Regions from separate parts of the Mus musculus genome. Here region 1 is linked to region 2. The links are chromatin contacts, called in public promoter capture Hi-C maps. All regions are on one chromosome and are shown on one strand. The core of a region is the stretch at or near the end of the contact, and the rest is flanking DNA. Distances in the headings are between cores, read along the strand shown.

The links. Capture Hi-C pulls out chosen DNA fragments and counts their contacts.
Region 1: a promoter capture Hi-C map of adipose tissue shows a contact between it and region 2. The contact joins the promoter of Nnat here to the promoter of Bpi in region 2. A contact is called at or near these places in 4 of 39 promoter capture datasets (the C10 cell line, the HPC-7 cell line and liver) and 1 of 9 other capture datasets (adipose tissue).

The regions. Positions count from the first base shown.
Region 1 is chr2:157,558,497-157,561,451 of GRCm38.p6, reverse strand. Nnat (neuronatin) reads right to left here and starts at 1,374. Exons shown (of 3, transcript NM_010923.3): 1 at 1,192-1,374; 2 at 159-239. The coding sequence starts at 1,263. The region is part of intron 1 of Blcap (bladder cancer associated protein); the gene reads left to right.
Region 2 is chr2:158,256,600-158,259,677 of GRCm38.p6, reverse strand. Bpi (bactericidal permeablility increasing protein) reads right to left here and starts at 1,437. Exons shown (of 15, transcript NM_001356542.1): 1 at 1,254-1,437. The coding sequence starts at 1,383. Gm34571 (a long non-coding RNA gene) reads left to right here and starts at 699. Exons shown (of 3, transcript XR_866913.1): 1 at 699-827.

The DNA of each region.
Region 1 (2,955 bases), core at 125-2,624, 700 kb after region 2:
CCCGCCCGGCCCCGCCCCCTGCCCCGCCCGCCTGTCCAGCATAGCCTGGAGTGGCGGCCGAGGCACAGCTTGTCCACCAGTCAGGGCAGCTGGAGCTTTTCCAACTGTGCTGAGAGCTGCATGGCTGCAAGCTGATTGGACCCACAACTTAAGTATACCTCACTTCTCGCAATGGGCTGTGTCCCTGGAGGATTTCGAAAAGCGAATCCTACCCAGTAAATGCAGCATTCCAGGAACACCTTGAAGGAAATATGCGATTCCTTTGGCAAAGGATTCCTTTAGCAGGATTCCTGCAAAGGGAGCTCTTGGGGTAGATAGTTTTTTTTTGCACAAAGCGCTTTCTTCCAGTTTGGCTTTAAGAGAAGCACTTTTGCGCGCGATATCGCGCACTCTCTTTTTCCATAAAATGATTTGCCCCTTTCTTTCTTTCTTTCTTTCTTTTTTCTTTTTCTTTCTTTCTTTCTTTTTTTTTTTTTTTTGAAAATGTTCTTTCCCCTTCCGTTTTTGTCCTGCAAGGGGCATTTTTTTCTCTAGTGTGTTTCCAATTCGGTTTTTTTTTTTTTTTTTTTCGTTTCTTTGTTTCTTTTCCAATGCACTTTTATCTAATCCATTTTTCTCCTAGTAAGTGCCTTTGTCTGGCTTATTTTTCCTGCAATGCGCGTTTTCTCTATTTCCTCCCTTTCCCCCTTATTGAGATTCTTTTTGTTATTTTTCCTGAGGAGTGCCATTTTCTAACTTCTTTTTCACCCACCCAAGTGTTATATGTGTGTACATAGTGTATTTAAAAGAAAATTTCCTGCATTGCGCAATTTTTTAAGGTGAAAATTTTCTGTTGTGCGAACTGTAAAGTTTCACAGCACACAAGTGCCCCGCCTCCCTCCTGGGATCGAGCCTGAATATAGCGGGTATTTCTTACCGCGTTGGTCGCGATCGTCCGCAGCGGGCGACCGCCGCACCCCTGAGTCTTTGTTCCCGGCTGGGCGCGGGCGCACTGGGGACAGGGTCTGCGCGAGGATGTGGGCACGGGAACGGGCGGGGACAAATAGTACCACCGCGGCACTTTGGTACACAGGGATTGCGGCAATTGGGATAGGATGGGTTGGGTAGGGGCGGCAATCGCGATATGGATTAAGGGGTCCCGGGGCGCGTTTCGGGTGCCCTCTCCCACCCAAAGCCCGGGTACATACTCACCTGCAGCAGCACGCGGAAGATGTACCAGCCGATGATGAGCAGTTCTGCCGAGGCTGCTGCCACTGCGGCCATGGTTCCGAAAGTGGGTGGGTGGTCGAGAGCAAGGGTTCGCCGAGGTCTACTGGTCTCGGAGTCCGCTGCTGGGCGCAATGCCGCAGCCCCGGTGGCCGTGCCTTAAGTACCCTCTTGCCACCTAAGTGCGCATGCGCGCTTGGGGGATGTTGAGAAGGAGGGGTGATGGGGGGCGCTCCTCATTCGCCAAGAGAGAAAAAAAAATCCCGTCTGTTCTTTCCACACCGACCCCCACCTCCTGAGCCCGCTCTAACACCGTTCCAGAAGATTCTGCTCTGCCCGCTTTTGAAATTCGGTGTAAAATGGAGGGAAGTCGTGGCTCTACAGTGTAGAATGAGGGTAGGGGTGCAAGCCTCTTGGTTCGACACACCCAAGCCTACAAATTCTACATGCCGCGTAACCAGTGCCGCGCCAAAATATACCTTCCATACGGATGGAAAGCCGAAGTTACAGAAGTCTCTCTGAAAGCAAAATGTATACCTTTTTTCTGCATTCCTACTAGTCCGTGAATTTTAAACCCATGCCAGCTGTTTTGTGAGAATCTTTGATCTTTTCTGACTGTTGGTTCCCGCTCTGTCCGGCAGGCGGTAGTGGCTGCGATCCCGAGCTGGACCGGCACTCTTGCTCTTCGTAGCTAAAGCAATTGTATCTACTCTGGGAGGGATGTAGGAAGGATTGGCGTGCTTTGTGTGTGCCAAAGGAGCGAGCTTTATGGAGAAGTAGACCAAATTTTCTGCGGGACAGATACGGACCTCTGTTTTTTGTGCTCCCTTCTCTTAATCCTTAGTAGGTCTGCCTGAGCCAGGGTGGTTCTTTGTATGAGTTCGCTATGCAGCTGGAACACAAAATAGGATTTTGCTACATCCACGTAGGGTTGTGGCTACTGTCTTCTAGTTTCAAAGTAAAGCTTGTGTCCTCTGTTAGCGTTGTCTTATAGATCTTTAGTGAATTGCGATAATGGTAGCAAGACCAAATTGCCATCTGCAAGTAGAAGGTTCCCACGGTCCCAGTGGCTGGAGAAAGTACCTCTCCAGCAAGCCTCCTTGGCACAGAGGCCAAATAGTATTTGCCCCTATTTGGATAGGACATTAATTTTGATTAAATACTTTCATAGACCCATTTCTGTTCAATGTCAGTAAAAGATGGAGGTTTAATGGTCCAACTGAGTTTGGGTATTGTGGTTTTGGTTTTCTTTTTTTAAAAATTTATTTTTCAAAGAAGTTGGCTGGTTTGGGGTAAATGATGCTGAACTATTTGCAAAAGGCAAACAATGGTTCAGGCTGCTTTCTACTGTATCTTCCCATAGCTTGCCAGGATCTGAGGTTCCATTGCCTAGCCTCTCCAGGTCGGCAGTGCACAGATAACTGTTGTAAAATTGGCATACTCCACCACACTCAGTAGCAGCAAGATGTGAGACTAGATACAGAGCCTTTCCTTACCACACGGTGGCACAACACCAAGCCCATGGTGTCCTGTGGCAGCCACAGGGCGGTATTGTGAGGTCTGGGACCTTTGAGGACGGGCTGCAGCCCCAGGAGGCGATACATGATCTCTGCTGGGCAGGGCCCAGGCAAAGCCAGCCCACTGTGGGGACCGTGTCCTCCTGGGATCCCCCAGTAGAAGCCTAGGGAAGACACACCCTAGCAGGCTATCTTTAAGTAATAATTTGGATAGGAGTAGACATTCATGGGT
Region 2 (3,078 bases), core at 188-2,687:
TTAACAGGCAACCATGCCCCCGAGGGGAGAAGAGGGAGGCAGAGAGGTGACCTGAGGTAGCTTCCAGTTTGCCAGGAACCAGCCCAGATGCCATTATAACCAGCAGTAGTAACAGTAAAAAGCACGGGGGTCTTCCCATCCACCAGCACTGCTCCCTGCCAAGCTGAGCAATCCTAGGAAGGGGGTCCTTCCCTTCCCTCCCACACCCTAGTGCTCTGGTCAAGAGCTCACTGCTGACATATGGTAGAGTCAAGATGGGAGATCAAGGCTTCTTGTTCCCCAAGTTCAACCTTTGGATGTGGGCATACAAATGAATAATAGGCTTGCTGCATTTTTTAAAAACTCACTCCAGTTGCCACATGGGACACTGGAGCTGAGCCTCTGCTCCCACAAAAGCTGTCAGTCACCCATGCACTCATGTGACATGTATGTACACACGCGCGCACACACACACACACACACACACCAGCTCTGGATTTAAACACAACCATATCCTCATCGACGTTCATGGGGGAATCTGTTTGCATCCCTGCGATGGCCTGCATGGCCTGGAACATGCGTTCTGGGATAGGAAAGCAGATCCCCTGGGACCTGCCCCGCCCCCCCACCCAACCTGGTCTGATCTGAACTAGGATCGCCCTGAGTTCTGCAGTTCCTCTCTCTGCCACCAGGAGGCAGCACTAAGCGGCCCCAAGAAGGGCTTCAGTGAGGACTAGAGCGCCTTTGCTAGAGACTCCTCACCTGCAGGAGTGCTGTGTCCCACCCACCCAGTCCTGCAATGGAAGAATGGGACCGGTGGATCTGTGAGGCGCCTGGCAGAGAAGCAGGTGAGCGGAGTTGTTACCTGCCTGGCCTTTGGGAGGAGCCTGGGGTAGCTTTCCCAGAGTCTGCCCGCAGTGTGTGTACATCTCACTGGAGGCGCCCCCCGGCACCCCCTGCCTGCTTAGTCTCTAACAAAGGAGGTAAGGCAGACGACTGACTTTGGAAAGAAAAGGCCTAGAAATGTCACGGTGTAGAGAGAAGGGACCGTGGGGACCCTCAGAGCCCCGGGGCACTTGGAATCTTCTAGAGTAGTGTGATCCAGTCCCAGCTCTGACACTTTTCTAGTCCTATGAGACGGTGCCTTAGTTTCTTTCTATGTAAAATAGGAGGGGGGGGGAAGCAGTGAACTTGCCAGGCATCCGATTTAAAGGGCTGTGCACCCTAAGTGCCCTGTCAGGGAAGGGGAGGAAGAGAGAAAGGCATCCAATTACCGAAGTCCAGACCCTTCTGGGAGATCATGGCCACGAAGCCAGGGTCGGTGGCGGCTGTCAGGGCTGTGCCAATGATGGCCAGCAGCAACAGGGCTGACCATTTCCGCACGTTGTCAGGGGCCCAGGTCATGTCCTCTAGGGCAGCCCAAACCACAAGGCCTCGGATGGGAACCTGAGACCTATAAAGAAGCCTTCTGGGGAAGGGCAGGGCAGTAGTAGAAAGAGGAAGGAGGAAGGCAGCCGTGGGGGCGGGAGGGGGAGGGCAGCTGCGGTTCCCCATCAACGTTGGGGACCAGTCCAGGGGCTGCCCCAGTGGAGCCTAGAGGTCTGTGCGAGCATGGGCATGTGCGCATGTGCTGTGCACGTGCACGCGCCCACCCATGCCAGCACGCGCGAGCCTGTTGAGACCTGTGGCTCTGGGACGGATTCCTCTTCCTAAGCAGTCCATCCTTTTCTTGCGTCCTCCTCGCCTCATGTAAGGCTTTCTTTCAAGCTGGGTGGTGACCACACGGAGACTCCCTGTCTCTAGTTCCTATCCCTTTGGTTGTATCCGTAGTAAATTGTTTAAAAAACGGGACCTTTGGAGGTGTCCCCCATCCCAGGCTGCAGGGGTACTTTTTTAGTGCTCTAATTCTGGAGTCTTGTCCTTGGCATCTCAGCTACTCTTTAAGGCTGGTCTCAGCCTCTCTGTGCTTCTCTGTGCCTCGGTTTCCTCTCCTATAGAGTGGTGGTGGGGGGTGGGGGGGGACTATCACCTTCGCCCCTAGCTTACTGTGAGGACAGGATGGCCTTCCAGTAGGGAAAGCAGGCATAGTGTGCCTTGCGAGAAAGAGAATCCAGATGGGAGCCTTAACCGGAACTTCAGAAATAAATACGAGAATCAGTTACATGGACTCGTCTCCAAGACACAACACCAAACATATTTTAATTTTCGCCTGTCCCATTTTTTTTTTCCTGGCAAGCATAGATAGTTAGTTCTGCCTGTTTGTTTTCCTATCAGACATGGGATCCTATTGGTTAGCCCGGGAAAGTTCCCTTTCTCTGAATACATTCTCCCCCGGCTTTCAATATTCCATCGTTTCCTAAACCCAGTTTTCTTAACCAGATATCTGTTTTCACACATTTCACCCCTCCTTCTCAGGGACCAGGATTTGAGGCTTCTGAGGGGACAGTAGGCTTCTCTTAGAGCCAAGATACTTCTAACACCATCAGGAGCAGGAGGCGCTAAGCTGGAGGGGCAAGGTGGGAACCCCCACCCCCATCCCTCCCCTCCTGCAATCTAGTTCAGCTTTGCATGCAGGGCTGTGAAGTTCTGCAGCAGCCTCAGGCCCCGAGTGGGAGTGGCCCGGTCTCCATGGTGAACAGAGGGGGCTGGACTTCAGAGGCTCAAGGTTTCTCACGCCCCACCCCAATCCCCTGGATTTTATGGAAGTCTAAAAATCGGGATCCTCCTATCCTCCTGAGGGCTCATTTCCTTTCTTCCTTCTTTCCTTGTTTCCTTTCTTTCTTCCTTCCTTCCTTCCTTTTTTTTCCCTCATCACTTCTTTCTAAGCAGATCCTCCTGCTATCTGCCCAGCTAGGAGACATTGCCTTCCAAACATCGGAAGAAACACAGAGCTGTGTACACAGGACCTGCCAGATATTGCTCCTCCTATGCAATGATATTTGTAAAGGACCCTGCTTTCAAGAGGCGGTGAAGGGGAGACGCCAGGAATTCTTACCCCTGGGTTTTCGCCCTCTGGATCTCCCTCAGAACATTTCTTCTGCACCCGAGGCAGCTGGGATCCATGACCTGTCATAAAATGCCATTTTCAGAAAATAATCC